Regions from separate parts of the Mus musculus genome. Here region 2 is linked to region 1. The links are chromatin contacts, called in public Hi-C maps. All regions are on one chromosome and are shown on one strand. Each heading gives the region's core, a stretch centred on a gene start, on an enhancer-like site or on the middle of the called end of the contact. The rest is flanking DNA. Distances are from core to core; before and after follow the strand shown. Region 1 has its middle 4.1 kb from the start of Snord83b. Region 2 has its middle 6.5 kb from the start of Gm46521.

Region 1 (4,192 bases), core at 471-2,970:
TAGGATGTCTGAATGCTGGCCCTAGCCCAAGATGGCAGCCCTAAGATACAGGCAAGGCCTGGTTAGTCTTCAGAGTCTGGTGCTCACTGTACACTAGTGCCATTGCTGGAGTACTGGAAAGACCGTCCTGAAGCTGCTTATCTCAGGAACTTGTGTGGGGAGGCAGGTTATAAATGCAGAGAAGTCCAAGTAACAGGCTGTCCAGTGATGGGGGCCTGAGCAAAAGACAGGGTGAAGCTCTGACATTTTCTTAGGAAGTAGCAAGTGAAGAGGCTCTGTGGACAGATATCTTGGGCTCTGGTCCCAGCTCCTGAGGGAGGAGAGCTGAAAAAGCCAACTGCAGGTTCCCTTGATCAGAGCTTGGTACACAGTAGCTCAAATTTTGTGAAGTACAGCATCTGTACCAGGGTGGGAGACCCAGCATTTCTGCAAGTTGCTGGACTGGGCTGAGTCATTGCCTCTCCCCACCCTTCCCATGTAAGTCCCAGAGGGTGTGCCTCCGGTGCCTGTGGCATATTCTTCTCACCAGAACCCCCAGACAGGCCTCACTGGAACCCCGTGGTGACAAAAGGAGTTCCAATCTTGGGGGAAAAAAAATACCTGCTGAGAATCTGAGCAAGTGGGAACACAGGGAAGTACTAGTGGGGTTGCAATTGCCTTAAAAGGCACGACTGCCCAAAGAGGCAGGCAGCCCTGGCTAGGCCTGCCACCTGGGCTCGCCTCAGTGCTATAACCTGGATCCTGGTGACAGTCTTGCTGGGGTGGCCATGGCCCCAGGCTGCCTCCTTCCTTAGTACAGGAAACCCCATATTCTGCCAGTTCTCAGCAAGCAGCTACTTGTCTGGTCTGGTTTTGCGATCCCTCTACCACCCTTCCCTCTACTGAAGCCTCTAACAAGGGCCTGGTCCTTGATCCAGCGGCTGGCCGACTCCCAAGAGCCTCATAGTTCCTTCTCTCCAGTCTAGCCTGAGGTCTTCACACTCAGAATCCTTAGGGCCACTCCTTGACATGGGTTCCTTACTACCCCACAGTGATACAGATGCAGAGCTGAGGTCGGGAGAAGGTACCCACTGACCAGCTGTGGGGTGGGCACTGCTGGGACTGAGCCCAGGCATCATAAAGATCACGATGCTAGAAGCAGCTGTCAAACCTGGTCTGGCTCCTGGGGGTTGGGTAGGGGAGGCAGCCTGCCTGGTGAGCCCCTAGTGTTTCACACCTCTGGCTGGGCTTCAGTCCCTACCCCTGCTATTCCCTAGTCACAGAGGAAGGTTTGCTTCTGAGCATGTGTGATCCTTACAGCCGATAGGAGTCTGAGGTAGAGAAGCTCATTCCTTGGAGTAGGGAAGCTGAAGGCAGTTGCTGCCTCAGGAGGTTAAGCTAAGCACCTGACTACTGTGTCCACTGTCTAAAACAAGCAGGACCACTAAGGCTCCATGAGGGGTAGAGGGGTGGTTCCCAGTATTTCTGCAGTCCCTTGAATCCTGTCCTTTCCCTTCCCTAAGTTCATCTATGGGCTATACCTCCTTCACAGATGGGGGTGATGGAGTGCTTATCCCTGACGACAGGCAGTGAGGAGTCAGATACAACAGTGGGTCCCCGAGTGGCTCCAGGTCACTGGTTTCATGTGATTATGGAGAAGTGGCCCTGATTCCCTCTGTTCTACTCAGCCTGGCAGAGTCAAAGGCTGAGGGAAGGTGCTAAAGATAGCCGAAGCAACCACTTCCCCATCCCTCCAGCCACCATCCACTTGCCACTTGGCTCCTCCAGCGGGTTGCCTGGCCAGCGCCCAGCCTGGGACATGACACAGGGTGCTAGGTGACAGTGGCTGACCTGTGCTTCTGCAGGTTTATCCTGTCATTCCACAGATGATAATCCAAGCAAAGGGACAGCAGTCCCCATGTGCACAGTATATGCACTTTGACCCTGACACCACCCACCTTTCTCCATACCAGAACAGCACCACTAAGGTGCGTTAAACAACCAAGCCAGTCACCCGTTCATCCATGGAAGGTCTGGGCCCGGGGCCCTTCTGCTGGAGAGCTGCTGGTTCCGGCTCGCCACTGACCTCAGTCTTTGGGTCTTGCACTGGGGGAATCTCAGCAGCTCTATCCAATTGAAAACAGCAGTGCAGCTAGGTATGTGCTGTTCTTTTTGTCTGTTCTGTTTTGTTTTTCTGAAACAGTGTTTCAGAAAAACACTGAGTGCTGGCAAAAGACTTTGTTTCTAGAAGCCAAGGCATAGAGCAGGAAGTCAGACCCAGGCTTCCAGGGTCTCTTCCCTGTAAGGGCTTTATTGCTCTTTTCCTCTAAGGCAAGGCCCTCCTGGCTGAAAGGCCTACCATGGGTCACTTGTTTGTTTGTTTGTTTTTTGTTTTTTTGTTTTGTTTTTTCAAGACAGGGCTTCTCTGTGTAGCTGTGGCTGTCCTGGAACTCACTCTGTAGACCAGGCTGGCCTCGAACTCAGATTCGCCTGCCTCTGCCTCCCAAGTGCTGGAATTAAAGGCGTGTACCACCACGCCCGGCGGTTCACATTTTTTCCTATGCCAACATTTATGAAGCACCTACTATGTGTTGGGCTCATGGAATGCCCCTTAGCCCCATTCCAGGTCTGTGAATATTTGCTGGATGCCTGAACAGTCTTGTAAGACTTTTTTTCTGGTCTGGAGAAGCAGGGCTGTGAGAACCAAGCTAATGCCCCCAATGAGGCCTAGTGAACAGCTATGCTCAGTCTTGCACCCCAAAGATTTCTATTTTCAGGTGGGGTTACCCAGGCTGGCCTGGATCTCACTATGTAGCCCAGTCTAGCCATGAATCCTGATCTTTCTGCATCAGCTTCCCAAGTGCTAGGGAACTCCAGGCACATACCACCATGCCCAGCTATGACCCAGACCTTTTGATTTGATTCACAAAACTAGAGGCGGCACTTAGCAGTCTTAGGCAGGGCTAGCCTAGGCCCTCCACTTGGCAAAATAAAACTCAGTGGAATGAGTACTGTGCAGTCAGGAAGCTCTGACACAGAACCACCTTTCCATCTTCCCTGGACACTGTACTCTGGTCACAGCAGCCTGAAGCTACCTTAGTGCCTTCTGCAGCTTGTCCCTGCTGCTTGTCCTGTCCGGTGTGGCCTCCACCTGTAGGCTGGGCTGTCTCAGAGCAATTTGTGCAGGCACATAGTAGGTACTCAGAAACAGATGGTCAAATAAAGTACCTACTGTGTGTTTAAGTTCATCAGCCTGGATGAGTTAGGGTTTTTGTTGTTGTTGTTGTGTTGTTGTTGCTGGGTTTTGTTTGCTTAAGATAGTCATGTAGCCCAAGCTAGCCCCTTATGTAGCTGAGGAAGACCTAGGACTTCTGATCCTCTATCACAAGCCAGCAGAGAACCAAGTACTGCAAGTTGTCCTCTGACCACCATCTGTGCATTGTAGCATGCCCCCTCCTACCACACACACACACACCCTTAATAGTAACTATAATAAAAATAGACAGCAGGCAGAAAGCCAGCGGTGGGAACTAGGAGTCACCACCTCCCCGCCCAGATCCAGACTCGACATCTCAGTCCACACAGGGCCCTCTTCCAAACCAGGATGAGCTGAGTGGTGGGGAAACCCCTGCCTGGTAGGCCACACTTGGCTTATGTCTCATGCTGTCCCATTTACTTTTCATATGTGGGGAGGCAGGTGCTAAGGGGACCCCAGTCTCATTCATAGCAGAGACCAAGGCCTGAGTGGGTACCAGTCTCTCTTGGGCTCATGCACCTGGGGAGGGAAGCAAACAGCTCACGCCCTACAGCTCTGGCACAGGCTGTTCTCTTGCGTGGATGATTTCCCTCTTCCACACTGGGAAAGGGGTTCACCCTGCTGACTCCTTAGCGGCCCCTCCTCCTGAAGCCTGCTTGAATGCCCACTGCTTCAGAGTTACCAGTGGGCCTCTGCTCTCTGGGTTCTTTCACCTTGTGTGATGCCAGTCTCCGTGTCACCACACTGGCTCAGGGTTCCAGCCACACACCAGCTCCTGGAGTTAGGGCTATCTGCCTGATTGCTCTTGTACCCCACAAAAAGTCCTCTGAAAGACTTGTGGACAGAGGCATGCATAAGGTAGCTGATGAGGTATTGTTCCTGCCCTAAGCTTTGGCAAGCTAACTGTGCTTCAGCGCCTTCGTGCAAGGAAACGAAGGGGCGTGTCCACTCCCTAGA
Region 2 (4,192 bases), core at 548-3,047, 140 kb before region 1:
CCTGCCACTGTGTGGCGCCTTAGAGAGCCAGAATTACGCGTAAAATGAAGACACAAAAGTTCTGGGCCATGAAGATGGCACTCGGGAACTTACCATGGAATGGCCTCCTTAGATGACTTGAAATGCCCTGGGTGGTGCCCAGGAGAAAATTCAACAGAAAAACTTGTTTCAAAAGAACAGAAAGCCCCAGGGGTACCGGTGATAAGGGGTGTCACCTGGGCAGACTGGCAGGGTTTTTTTGTTTTTTGTTTTTTTCATATGTATGCATATGGTGTGTGTGCATATGCAGATTAGAGGTTAGCTGGGGAGTGGTGGCACAAGCCTTTAATCCCAGCAGAGGATAGGTGGATTTCTGAGTTCAAGGCCAGCCTGGTCTACAAAGTGAGTTTCAGGACAGCCAGGGCTACACAAAGAAACCCTGTCTCAAAAAAAAAAAAAAAAAAAAAGAGAGAGACAGAGAGAGAGATTAAAGGTTGATGCAGGGTCTTTCAAACCATATTTCTTGAGGCAGGTTTCCCACCGGACCCCAGAGCTTTCTGATTTACCTAGTCTAGCTCACTTGCTTCGGGGAATTCCTGTCTCCACTTCCTGAGGCTTACAGGTTGACCACCACACCTGCCTGGCATTTACATGAATACTGGGGATTTGAACTCTGGTCTTCGTGCTTGTACAACAAGTACTTTCTCTACTGGGTCCTCTCCCCACCCCCACCAGTGAGCTTTGAGCCCTGCCCCACTTCTTCTGCTTTCCCCAGTTAAAAGAGGGAACTCTGCATAACTTATGTAAATTTGATTTAAATGTGATTTTTGGCTACTGGGCTGGAGTGGTGCACATCTTTAGTGATCTCAGGACTCAGGAGGCAAAGGCAGGTAGATCTGTAAGTTTGAGGCCAGCCTGGTCTAAAGAGAAACCTGTCTCAATAGACAGACAAAAAGTTTCAAAAATTAAATAATGTGTGCCAAGCATGGTGGTGTAGATGTGAGTGTGTGTGAATGTGTGTGTGTGTGTGTGTGTGTGTGTGTGTGTGTGAGTGTGGGGGTGGGGATAGGGAGGTGTACTGTTGGTATTGGTGTTGTCTTAGTATTTACCCCTGGTTGTCTCGGAACTCAATGTGTAGGCTAAACTGGCCTTGAATTCACAGAGATCTGACTGCTTTTCTCTCTGCCTCCTGAGTGCTGGGATTAAAGGTGTGTAATACCGTATCTGAGTGTTTCTTTTTTCTTTGTAGGTTTTTTGTTTGGTTATTTTTGGGGTTTTGTTTTGTTTTTGTTTTAGACTGGGTCACATGCAGTCCAAGCTGGCCTCATACTCCTGGGTTGTTGAGTCATATCTGTCCCAGGCACATAAAAGCCATTCCAAAACATTCCAAAAGAGTAGCTACTGTTTGTGTGTGTGTGTACCTCAGGATACCTCCCCATATCCAGCTGATGGCACTGGATAAATGAGTGGTCAAGACCAGGATGGAGAGGACAGGGAAGTAATCTCAGATGGAAGCTGAGTTCCACACTGGCCCTGCCGAGTCTCAGGAGACCTCGATGCCTTGGGACCCTTGCAACAGGCAGCTGACCAGGGAGCTGGGCGCTGAGTAGGGAGGGCTCCCTGGAGAGGTGCAACCAGCCCTACTTTGTTGGGGATTGAGATCCACAGGCAGAGCAGACAGATTTCTAGGAAGATAAGAAGGTCAGCAGGACAATGAAGAAGCGGGAAGAGGCAAAGAAAAACAGATGAGTCACAGGGGCGAAGGGAAGAAGCCCAGGGAGGAAATGCATGACCCGTGTGTCACGTATACCACATCGAAGGAGGGGGAGGGGCACAGGGGATTTTTAAACCTCCACCAAGCTCAGACTCTGCTGCCAGGCGCATGCGCGCGCGCACACACAACTGCCCACCGCAGCTGGAGACCTGTAATACACACACCCCATCTGACAGATGAGCATCCAGGAGCCGGACGTGAGCAAGGGAGGGCTGCTAGGTGCTGAGGAGACCGGACATAGACAGCTGAGGTGCCAAGGGTGACATCTTGTCCTCATTTCTTTCAGAAAACTATCTGTTCTCTTCCTTGACTAGTAAAGGCTCAACTCTGACTTTCCTAAGCGTCTAAACTGATCTGAGATTCCACCCAAGTCATCCAGATCTGCTCAGGATGGTCAACAGACCTAACGGAAGCCAACAAGATCCAAGCCCAAGAGTTTATTTTGTTTGGGGGTTTTGGTTTTTCAAGACAAGGTTTCTCCGTGTAGTCCTAGCTGTCCTGAAACTCTGACAAGCAGGCTGGCCTCAAACTCAGAAATCCACCTGCCTCTGCCTCTCAGGTGCTGGGATTAAAGGTGTGCATCACCATGCCTGGCTCAGAAAATTTTTAAAGATTTTCATTTGTATTGATTTTTCAAAACAGGGTTTCTCCTGTAGTACTTGCTATCCTGGAACTCTCTGTAGACCAGGTTGGCTTCAAACTCAGGTCCCAAGAGATGCTCCTGCCTCTGACTCCTGAGAGCTGGGATTAAAGGCACACATCACCATCACCTAGCCAAGATTTGTCTTTCTTAATCTTATGAGTATTTTGTCTGTGTCTAAGTAAGGACACTGCAAACTTGTACTGGTGCCCACAGAGACCAGAAGAGAGCTCTAGGTCCCCTGAAACTGGAGTTACACATGGCTGTGGTAACTTGTGGGTGCTGGATATCAAACTCATGTCCCCTTAGAAAGCAACCCTTGTTAAGCTCTGAGCAGTCTCTCCAGGCCCACTAGCTTTACTTTGAGAAAGATCTAGTAAGTAACAAAATCTTGGCTAACCTGGAACTCTGTATGTAGACCAGGATGGCCTCAAACTTATAACAGTGTTCCTACCTCTATCTCTCAAATGCTGAGATTATGGAAGCACACCACCGTGCCCAGCTCAAGCACAAGACTGTGTGCCTGCACAGATGTGCACACAAGCAGATGTGCACTGGTTCACATGTGCATGTAGAGGCTAAGGTCCATGTCCAGTGTCATCTTTAGTCACTTCTCTACCTTGTTTTTAATTTTTTTTATGTATATGAGTACACTGTCGCTGTCTTCAGACACACCAGAAAAGGCATCAGATCCCATTACAGACGGTTGTTAGCCACGTGGTTGCTGGGAATTGAACTCAGGACCTCTGGAAGAGCAGTCAGTGCTCTTAACTACTGAGCCATCTCTCCAGCCCTCCACCTTATTTATTTATTCATATTTGAGACAGGGTGTCTCACTGAAGCTGGAGTTCACCCATTAGCTCGACTGCCTGGCCAGCAAACTCCAGGAACCCGTCTGCCTTCCCAGTCCTAGGGATGCTAGATATGTGCCACTGAGCCTAGCTTGTTTGTTTCTGTGGCCCTGATCCCTGGACTCCAGGTACTTTACCAACCAAGCCATCTTCCAAGTCTCCAGGCGCAGGGCTGTTAGGGAAAAGAACCTGTTCCTTCTGTCTGAAGAAAAGAGAAAGTGAAGCTGGGAGCTGTTGCAACCATCTCAGAAGCTCGAAGACTAACGGTACAGGGACAGCTCGCAAAGTCGAGGCCAGTGAGCTATGGAGCCGGATGGCATTGCACTGACAAATGGCCGGTACGTCAAGCTGCGAGGTCACCAACACCACCTGACGCTTGACTGTCAGCAAGCCAGCAAGTTCCTTCTCTGCCTTGGTAGTTTGGGTTGGTTTTCTTGTCATTAAAAACAAATGTATCAGTTGCTTACAAGTCTGATGGAACTCAGTCTCATTAAAGCACCTCAAAGCTTTTCAAAGAGAGTTCTAGGACAGCCAGGACCACCAAGTAAGATCCTGTCTCAAAGAAACCTTATTTTTACATATATATATATATACATACATATATATATGTGTGTGTGTGTGTCTATATATATATATACCATATATATATGGGTGCAGAAGGGGCTATCAGGTCCCATGGAGCTAGAGTTACAAGTGTTTGTAAGTTGCCTGATGTGGGTGCTAGGGACCAAACTCTGGCCTGTGATCAAGACCAGCAAGTGTTCTTAACCACCGAGCCATCTCTCCAGACCTAGAATTTATTTTTACACTTAGTTATGTATATGTGTGTCTGTGTGGGGGTTTGTAGACATGAAGAATCCCTTAGGAAGCCTTGGATCCCACAGAGCTGTTCACACCCATTTGAGAATAATACACATTCTCTATCAACAAGCCATGTCTCAGTCCCTT

What was found. Hi-C and Micro-C count contacts between places; a contact is called where the count stands out from the background.
Region 2: a contact with region 1 is called in a Hi-C map of the G1E-ER4 cell line, with 4 times the contacts expected there. The contact joins two enhancer-like sites. A contact is called at or near these places in 2 of 39 promoter capture datasets (the 3T3-L1 cell line and 3T3-L1-derived adipocytes), 3 of 15 datasets of contacts at CTCF or cohesin (CD8 T cells and embryonic stem cells), 79 of 484 Hi-C or Micro-C datasets (the AML12 cell line, the Ba/F3 cell line, the C2C12 cell line and 54 more), 31 of 115 datasets of contacts at active chromatin or transcription factors (the 230-238 cell line, CD8 T cells, the HPC-7 cell line and 20 more) and 3 of 9 other capture datasets (adipose tissue, liver and pancreatic islet).

The regions. Positions count from the first base shown.
Region 1 is chr15:80,072,424-80,076,615 of GRCm38.p6, reverse strand. No RefSeq gene overlaps it. Among named protein-coding and RNA genes, the nearest start is that of Snord83b, 4.1 kb to the left of the region's middle. Within about 2 kb of position 1,720, at least 56 of the 459 cell types and tissues checked have an H3K27ac peak or open chromatin away from gene starts, as enhancers often do. A contact at or near this core is called in the G1E-ER4 cell line, the STO cell line, adipose tissue and 3 more, where this site is marked.
Region 2 is chr15:80,217,041-80,221,232 of GRCm38.p6, reverse strand. No RefSeq gene overlaps it. Among named protein-coding and RNA genes, the nearest start is that of Gm46521, 6.5 kb to the left of the region's middle. Within about 2 kb of position 1,797, at least 161 of the 459 cell types and tissues checked have an H3K27ac peak or open chromatin away from gene starts, as enhancers often do. A contact at or near this core is called in the G1E-ER4 cell line, the STO cell line, adipose tissue and 3 more, where this site is marked.